2 separate regions of the Mus musculus genome follow, and region 1 is linked to region 2. Evidence: chromatin contacts called from public promoter capture Hi-C data. All regions are on one chromosome and are shown on one strand. Each heading gives the region's core, a stretch centred on a gene start, on an enhancer-like site or on the middle of the called end of the contact. The rest is flanking DNA. Distances are from core to core; before and after follow the strand shown. Region 1 holds the start of Plac8 (placenta-specific 8). Region 2 holds the start of Tmem150cos (transmembrane protein 150C, opposite strand).

Evidence for each region. Promoter capture Hi-C pulls out the DNA fragments that hold promoters and counts their contacts.
Region 1: a contact with region 2 is called in a promoter capture Hi-C map of stem cell-derived epiblast-like cells, with 2.5 times the contacts expected there. The contact joins the promoter of Plac8 here to the promoter of Tmem150cos in region 2. A contact is called at or near these places in 1 of 39 promoter capture datasets (stem cell-derived epiblast-like cells), 1 of 115 datasets of contacts at active chromatin or transcription factors (microglia) and 1 of 9 other capture datasets (liver).

The regions. Positions count from the first base shown.
Region 1 is chr5:100,569,189-100,573,633 of GRCm38.p6, forward strand. Plac8 (placenta-specific 8) reads right to left here and starts at 3,017. Exons shown (of 5, transcript NM_139198.3): 1 at 2,957-3,017.
Region 2 is chr5:100,074,832-100,079,246 of GRCm38.p6, forward strand. Tmem150cos (transmembrane protein 150C, opposite strand) reads left to right here and starts at 3,131. Exons shown (of 5, transcript NR_045993.1): 1 at 3,131-3,309. It overlaps Tmem150c (transmembrane protein 150C), which reads right to left. Exons shown (of 8, transcript NM_001382851.1): 8 at 3,041-4,415.

The DNA.
Region 1 (4,445 bases), core at 1,767-4,266, 490 kb after region 2:
TTTTCCTTTCTATTTCTAATACGGACAAAAATAAAATTACAAATAAAATAATAGATTAAAAGGTTGCAAGTTTCTTTCAGAATAGATCTCTCTCTCTCTTTCTCCCCTTCTCTCTCCCTCCCCACCCCCCAACCCCCAGTACTAGGGGTTGAATCTAAGGCATGTTGTGCTTTAGCCAAGTGTTCTACTCCACACTCAGCTAACTTCCTCTTTTGAAGGTGGAAAACTGTGGGGTGGGCAACCAGGGTCCCAACGGTGTTTCCGGAACCGAGGCCAAGCACACGTGGGTGGGGGATGGGGCCAGGAGGTTTTGAATACCAAGAGAAGCTCCTGGCCATGAAGGTTGCCTACAGCTGTGGGGGAAGGATGCTCTGCCTAGCACTGTCTAGAAGTGCAGTCCTAGAGGGAATCAGCGCTCCAGGACTGCCGGTTGCACCTCCAGCTTCCTCTGAAGAGGGTCTTAGACTGTCTAGCCTGCGCGGTTTCTCATAGAAGAAACACCTCCTCCACAGTTGAAGAGCCAACAGGCACAGGGGAGTCCATGCTGAGCATGCGCGTGCCCACCGCCCTTTCCCTGCCCCTGATCCTCGGTATGATGCCACCAAAACCAACCAACAGAAGAACTAACAACAAAACACCAGAAGTCCGCAAAAACTCACTCCGTGCACTCTTACGGCAGCCCCGTGATGCGGTCACAATCCCTCTTCTGTTGGAAATTATAATAAAACGTAAAATGCAATGCAAACTAACCCTAAACCCGTTTTGTTTTTGTTCTTGTTTCTTTTTTTTTTCCCCAATGCTTCCATCAAAAGTTTAACCTTAGTCATCTCAAATTAAAAGTCACAAGAAGACCGGGTGTGGTGTGGTGGCGCATGCCTTTAATCCCAGCAGAGGCAGGCGGATTTCTGAGTTCGAGGCCTGTCTGGTCTACAGAGTGCGTTCCAGGACAGCCAGGGTTACACAGAGAAACCCTGTCTCGAAAAAAAAAAAAAAAAAAAAAAAAAAAGTCACCAGGAAGTAAAGGGATTTAAAAAAAAAAGAGGAACCCCAAACTGCCCGGCATCTGCCTAAGGTTGTGCTGTGTTTCTAGGAGTGTTCTGTGACTTTATGTTTGGGCCGGTTCCGCAGTCCTCAGATTTTATCTTATGTGAAGACTGGTACTGAATTTGGGGTCTGAGATTAAGGCTTAAACTGAAGGCGGGGATCTGCTCAGGTAAGCATCACGTGGCTTCAGCCGCATCCTGTAAGGTGGTCTGACAAGTTGCAGAACTCCGTGGGATCCTTTCCTGCAGGACAAGTCCCTCCTCTGACCAGAGGCTTTTCCTTCTCCTGAGACTCCTGAGACAGTCCCATTTCTTTAGGGTCTGTTGCTATAATAGTTGAAGAGTAAGACTATGAGATGTCAGTATCTCTTTAGACTAACTTCATTTTTGCCCAGGCCCGTCTCAAAAGCATTTTGGAAAGCTTGCCGGCAAAGCAGATTCCTGGTCACTATTCTGGAAAGCTGTAATTAGCCTAGGGTCTGGGAGATTGTAATCGTCAGTTTTCTGCGCTGCAGCCCCTGTGTGCTGCACAAAGGAATGTGGCTGCTTTGGTGACTAGTGCTCCTTTCCCCAGGCTGACAGATTCCACCCCCCCCCCCCCCAACCCCTGCCTGAGCCTCCCACGTCTGCAGAGCACGTGCAAACTCAGCTCATGGTTCTTATCTGCTGGTGATGCAGGACGGACCCCTTGATGGTGGAGACGCCCACCCAGTGACTTGCAGACCTTGCAACCTCTGGCTCTTTGCTTTGTCTGTTACAAATAACTCCAAGTCCATTAGAAAACATGAATTGACCCAGCTGTGTGCATAAAAAGTCTTGCGATAGAGTTGTTTTGGGCCAAGGAGAAATCTGTAGTTTCCTGACGGTGGGGGCAGAGCTCTGCCGCATGCATCCTTAAACGCGCAATAGGAAAGTAATAGAAACTGGTGAGGACCACTCAAGAAAAAAGAAAAAAGAAAAAAAAAATAGAGGCGAGGAGGAGACAGAAACAGGACTCTAAGTCGACGGGCTTAGAAAGGCAACATGATAAATACCTTCCTTCTGAGATTCCTTGGCAAGGACTGGCCCCTACCAGGAAATCTTGTAGGATTTGGCTCACAGTTGAATATCTTAATTTTATCTATTAGTCTTAGACTCATTCTTGTGCCTATATTTCTGCCTCAGAACACACCACTCTCTAGAAGGAGACTACACCAGCTTAATAAAATTATGTTACATGGCACTAGTTATATTAATAAATCTTGTTAATATCGATAAAGCCAGGTTCTAAGCAACATATGCCTGAAGTCCTTCTATTATACACTGATATGAAGATTCAGTGTTCTTCAGTCTCGTGAGCTGCCCAACGTGAGATGTGAGTGTTTCTCTAGGAGCGTTAGTGAGTACTGATCAAACCCCCAGAGCAGTTGGAGTTTTGCTTTCATAGTGAGAACTCCTAAGGATTCCCAAACTTTACAAACTAATAAATCTACAGAAATCCCACTGACTAAACCTATAAAAATCTCCAGGTAGTTTAAACAAATATATATATATATATATATATATATATATATATATTATGTATAAAGAAACTAGATCACTTAGAGAGAGAGAGAGAGAGAGAGAGAGAGAGAGAGAGAGAGAGAGAGAAGATCTAGTTAGGAAATCCAGCACACAACATGCCCTCCCCGAAAGCAAGCAGTGGGCATGAGAACGGTGCCCCAGAGCCCAGAGGATCCCAACTGAGATGCTCAAAGCATGACGTTTAGCAAGCCTGACCCCTAATTGCTGAGTTCCACTAAAAATTACTAAAGTTAAAGCAATTAGTGAAGAAAACAATGATCTTTCAGCGTAATCTCAAACGACGTTAGGAATAAGATAAAACTTTGAAAGGAAAGACCCCTAGATTTAAAGACTTCCTAACAAATACTTACAGTTCAAAAGGGTTGGGCAGAACCGGTCCTGTGGTCTGGGGTTGAGTCTTACTACAAATAGAGAGACTCCGAGGAAAGGAGGAGGTATCAACCCCGTGGAGGGTGGGGTAGGGGTGGGCTGGAGTACAAAGAGCAATGTCCTGTGCTCTGATTGGCTGTGGTAATCCAGGCACCAAAAGCCATCTCTTACCAAATAGGGTTTTCCTCCTTACAATTCCAAGGGCTAACCTCTAAGGTCTCGGTGGAAAGGAGAGGGTGTGGTTCCCCTGATTAGCTACCTGCCTGACAAAGCTCTCCGAGTCTCACACCTTATTTTCCTCTTTTAACCTAAGAAACCAGAAGGCACTTGGGGACCTGGAGTTCCAGGCCCGCTCAGACTGTCCTTGAGTGTGTCTCTCTAGAGTTCTGGCTATCCCAGAGCTCAGTTTGTAGGATGGTCTCAAACTCTCAGAGACCCATCTGCCTCTGCCTCCTGTGGCTGGGATTAAAGACATGCACCACCATGCCGGGCTTCTGATCAGATCTTTCTCCTCCGTCTTTTCTTCCTCCCCCCCCCCCTTTCTTTTCCTCCCTGAGGCATTAGGGACTGAACCCAGGGCCAGTGCATTTTAGGTGAGAGCTCTATTATTGACCTACCTCTGTCCCCCAATATTGCTATATTGCTTTGGTTTCTGTAACAGACTGAACACTTTATGTTAGTTATGTTATGTTATGCTTTATGTTAGGCGTGATTTTTATTATTTTATTTTTTATCTGTCGTAGTTGTCATCACCATCACCTTCTCCCACCCCATCTCTCTGTGGTGTGTGTCTGAACATACATGTCAGCATCTGAGGATCACAGCAGGCATGTGGAGGTCAGGGGACAGGAGGACAGCTTTGGGAAGTCTCTTCTCTCCTCCTGTTGAAGCTGCCTTGTCTCTTGTTCCCACTGTGCTGCACAGCTGTGAGCTTCCAAGCAATTCTCCTGCCTCCACCCCCCACCCAGTCTCTCGTAGGAGTTCTGGGATTACAGTTATGAGCCTCTGTATCAGTATGTATGTATGTATGTATGTATGTATGTATGTATGTATGTATGCATTTTGTAGATTCCAGGGGTCAAACTGAGATTGTCAGTATTTTTTTCTCCCACTCTTTAAAAAAAAAATTAAATTTAGTTTTATGTGTGTAGGTGTGTTTTGCTTGTGTGCGTGCCTGTGCACCGTGTATGTACATGTGTGCCTGATGCCCACAGAGGCCAGAAGAAGGTGTTGGATCCCCCAACTGAACCTCTGTAACACTGAAGTTACAGATGGCTATTAACCACCATGTGGGTGCTGGGAACCACATCCGCTCTCTGGCAGAGCAGCCAGCATTCTTAACTGCTGGACCATCTCTCCAGCTCAAGGATCCGGTTTTAGCTGCAAGTGCCTTTGACTCCTGGGCCCGTAGGCATGGTTCTTAATGCTTTTTAAAATATTTGCCTTATGATCCTGAAGGGTGGTATTATT
Region 2 (4,415 bases), core at 1,881-4,380:
CTCCCTGCTTCCCCCTTCCCCTCCCCCTTTCTTTCTTCTTCTTCTTCCTCCTCTTCTTCCTTTTCTTTCCTCCTCCCTCCTTCTTCTTTCTCCTCCTCCTTCCTCTTTCCTTCCTCCTCCCCCCTCCTCCTCTTCCTCCTCTTCCTTCTAGAAGTGGCCTCAGCAAGTAGTCGTGGTCACCCTGGACCTCACTATGACCTTGGAATCTCAGGTCTGCCTGCCTCTGCCTCCTGAGGGCTGGGATTGAAGGTGTGCGCTGTCATGCCTGGCTTGCACTCAGCTTCAAAGGTCACTTTGTTTGGGTTTCCCCACAAATATTGGCTGTGAGAACAGATACAGGAGTAAGGGGAAAGAGACCCCTGTAACGATTGGAAGACGCACATCTTTAACTTACACAGGACAACTGTTCAAGGGTGGGTTTAAGGGCTTGAGATAAAGGGTTAAAACTGAGATGCCTTACAGTGGAGATGTCGTTAATTAGTAAAGAGTGGACCAAGCAGGATGGAGATCTGGACTGGATAACTCGGAAGGGTTGATATATGGCAATACTTTAATCTTCCTTCTCTCCTTGTTTGAGATAGGGGTCTTACTATGTAGCTCATTCTAGAGTGGAACCCAGCCCTCCTGCCTCTGCCTCTCTAATGCTGGGATGACCATTAAATACTTCTGGCCTTTTCTCCTTCGAGAGGCTCAGTTGGACAACAGGAAACTCAGTATGTGTGGGACTTTGTTCCCTGACAGCCAGGGCTGCTCATTCTGTATGAAGATGCCCCAGCTATGGCTTCCTATGAGTGCTGTGAATTTCAGCTCTAAGGGGTCACACTGAGCTCCATCTGTATTTGTGTGAGATCGTTTAAAAATAAAAAGGGTTGGAAGATCCCATTCCTATGCCCAGCCTCCCAACCCCCGTCCCTGACCAGCTACCTAACCACTGTGGTTTTTGGATTGAATCACACATATCTAAAACTTAAAAGATGACGTCCATATGTAAGGGGAAATATGGTACTTATCACTTTGGATCTTTGGTAACCCAGATGACATGACATGGAACCTGTACAAAATACTGCGTAAGATGGCCAAGAACTGGGCCTAAATGTCATGAGCCTAGGGGAGACCCCACTGCAGTACAGTGGTTCTTAATGACACATTTCTATACCATAGCTCACAGACTAAGCCCTCATCAAAGAAGCTGCTGCTCTGAGTAGATGGTAATTAGCAGAGACCCACAACTGGACAGTGTGCAGAGAGTGAGTTTGGAGCACTTAGCGCTAACTGGGAGGCCTTTATCGAGACCCCTTCCCTCGGGCTGGAGAGATGGCTCAGCGGTTAAGACCACTGACTGCTCTTCTAGAGGTCCTGAGTTAAATTCCCAGCAACCACATGGTGACTCAACCACATGGTAGCTCACAACCATTTGGGGATCTGATGCCCTCTTCTGGTGTGTCTCAAGACATAGACAGTGACATAAATAAATCTTAAAAAGGAAGAAAGAAAGAAAGAAAGAAGACCCCTTCTCTCAAGACCCCTCTATGCAGAAGAGGAGGCAGAGAGTCAGAGCCAGAGGTGATGATCCCAAAGAAACTGTTTCTAGACACCATAGAACTGATGTCTAGAACACACATGTGAACTCAGAGCCGGTGACAGTGACACAAGGCCTGTGTAGGTTCAAACCAGACAACATCCCAGCCCTGAGGAAGGAGAGCAGACAAAAAGTCCTTCCTACTCCTAACCAGGAAGATACCCATAACTGGTATTTTCTGGGACACACAGCTTCCTCAAATGGAGTGTCATTGGGTATGTCAACAACACAACTGGGCAGATTCCATGTGCTAACACACGTACACACAAACACCCCACGTCCTTTTGTGAGATCTCTGCATACTGGCTGGTTTTGTGTCAACTTGACACAGGCTGGAGTTATCACAGAGAAAGGAACTTCAGGTGGGGAAATGCCTCCATGAGATCCAGCTGTAAAGCATTTTCTCAATTAGTGATCAAGGTGGGAGGGTCCCTTGTGGGTGGTGCCATCCCTGGGCTGGTAGTCTTGGGTTCTATAAGAAAGCAAGCCGAGCAAGCCAGAAGAAGCAAGCCAGTAAGTAACATCCCTCCATGGCCTCTGCATCAGCTCCTGCTTCCTGACCTGCTTGAGTTCCAGTCCTGACTTCCTTTGATGATGAACAGCAGCATGGAAGTGTAAGCTGAATAAACCCTTTCCTCCCCAACTTGCTTCTCGGTCATGATGTTTGTGCAGGAATAGAAACCCTGACTAAGGGGCTGGTAAGATGGCTCAGTGGGTAAGAGCACCCGACTGTTCTTCCGAAGGTCCAGAGTTCAAATCCCAGCAACCACATGGTGGCTCACAGCCATCTGTAACAAGATCTGACGCCCTCTTCTGGAGTGTCTGAAGACAGCTACAGTGTACTTACATATAATAAATAAATCTTTAAAAAAAAAAAAAAAAAAAGAAACCCTGACTAAGACACTGCGTTTTGCCTTACTGGTTTTCTTTTTAGTTTGCTTTGATTTTAGCTTCTTATGAAGAGAGAAATTGGACGTGGGGGTGGGGAAGATCAGGGAGGAGAGAAAGAATATGCTAAAACTTTATTGTACAAAAAATATTTTCTCAGACAAGATGTTTGGCTTTCGATTCCATTCCTGCCATGGAATTCCTAACACCCATAGGACAGAACAGCAGTGTTTTATTCATAATGAACATCTTCTGTTTGTACCAGACTTCATGCTACTGAGGTAACTTTAGGATGAGGCTGCTCACCAGGTGCTTAGACCTCCAGCCTACCTACTTCCGGGAGGTTGGGGGGCAGCTGGGATGGAGAGCCTGGGGTGCACTGAGGGCAAGGGAGCCAGCCCCAGGCCTGCCTTCTTCACCCATGCACCTCTTCCATTTGACTGATCCTGAACTGTATCCGTCACAATAGAATGAGCATTAAAGAACGTGTTCTGCAAGCTATCCACAGCAAGCACGGACGTGTACGTGCACACCCACGAAGAACTGTTAGTGTAAGAAACAAGGAAGTCAGGATTTAGCATAAAACCCCTTTATTCAGTGGCCAGGTCCCAGTGAGTAATGTCAGTATTGGCTGGATGCTGCTGCTGCCGCTGCTGCTGCTGCACACTCTTAAGAACGCAGAGAAGTGTGTCACCGAAAGCTCTTTACTTGGAGTGTGGAGAGTAAAATAAAACCGTTTGTTCTTTGATAAAAATCTTTAAAATAGAAAAGTGAAAAGGAGGAAAGAAGAGAAACCTCATAGCAGTTTCAAAACTAACAGACATCCCCCTGGAGTATTTACGGTAAGACGCCTTTTTTAATAAGAGAATACTCTACTCGAGGCTTTCTCACACCACTGGGGGCTTTTCACTCCCTGCCCTGCCCTGCCCTGTAGTGATGAGTCCTCCCCCTCCTTCTTCACTCTGTCTTCCACTCTGTCGTTTGTCTCTGAATCTCTTTGATGCTCCTCACCTCCACTCAGAAACGAGCAGCAAATCTGTTCATTTGGACATTTACTGTGTGCTCGTGCTCGGCGCTATGCTGGGGGGCGGAGATTTAGCATTTGAACCCTTCCTTGGGAAGCTATACTTCAGGGTGAATTTACAAAACAACGTTTTCCACATTACATTCCGGGCTGTCTGAGCCCCCTAGGAGTTTGGAGAGTTTTTTGAAACAATGTGGGAGGGGGTGCTTGTGACTTGGTTGGGGAGGGGGTGCTTGTGACTTGGTTGGGGAGGGGGTGCTTGTGCACTTGGTTGGGGGAGGGGGTGCTTGTGCACTTGGCACTCTGTTGTTGGCACAGGGATCTAGGATGGCCTTGAACTCCTGCACCTCTGGGCTCATCTCCGAACAGCTTAGCAGTATTGCAGCTCCATTTGTGCCAATGTGATTTGCGGGAGGGCGATGTTTTTAATTTGCTTCTATAACTTCCAAATTTAATTTAAAGTCCCCAGTCCTCAAACTATAAAATTTGAGCAACACACGGATGTTAAAATCTCCCCTGGGTTGGACTAGCAGCAAGAGGGCTAACCTCCTGTCTTTCCTCAGAGCCCTCATACCTTTCACCTCCATGTAGATTTCTTTTGCGATTCTTCGAGAATCTTTTTTTCTTATTATTTCTTCAGATATAAATTAAGCTTGCACGTATACCCCTTTCATACTTGAAGCCAAAACAAGGTTCTTGCCTTTGGTCCACACCTTTGCCCACGAGGCCTACATAGACCCGTGAGAGTGGCACTTCAAAAAGAAAATGCAAACTGGAACTGTGGGTGATGCACTGTGGAAGGAAAAACCAAGCCACGCCCTCTCAGCCGTACCTCGTGCCATTCGCGGCTGACTGTCCCCGGTAGCATTCACGTTTGGAGATCTTCCTCAGGCAGAGTGACTCAAGTCCAAATGCTGGTGGCCG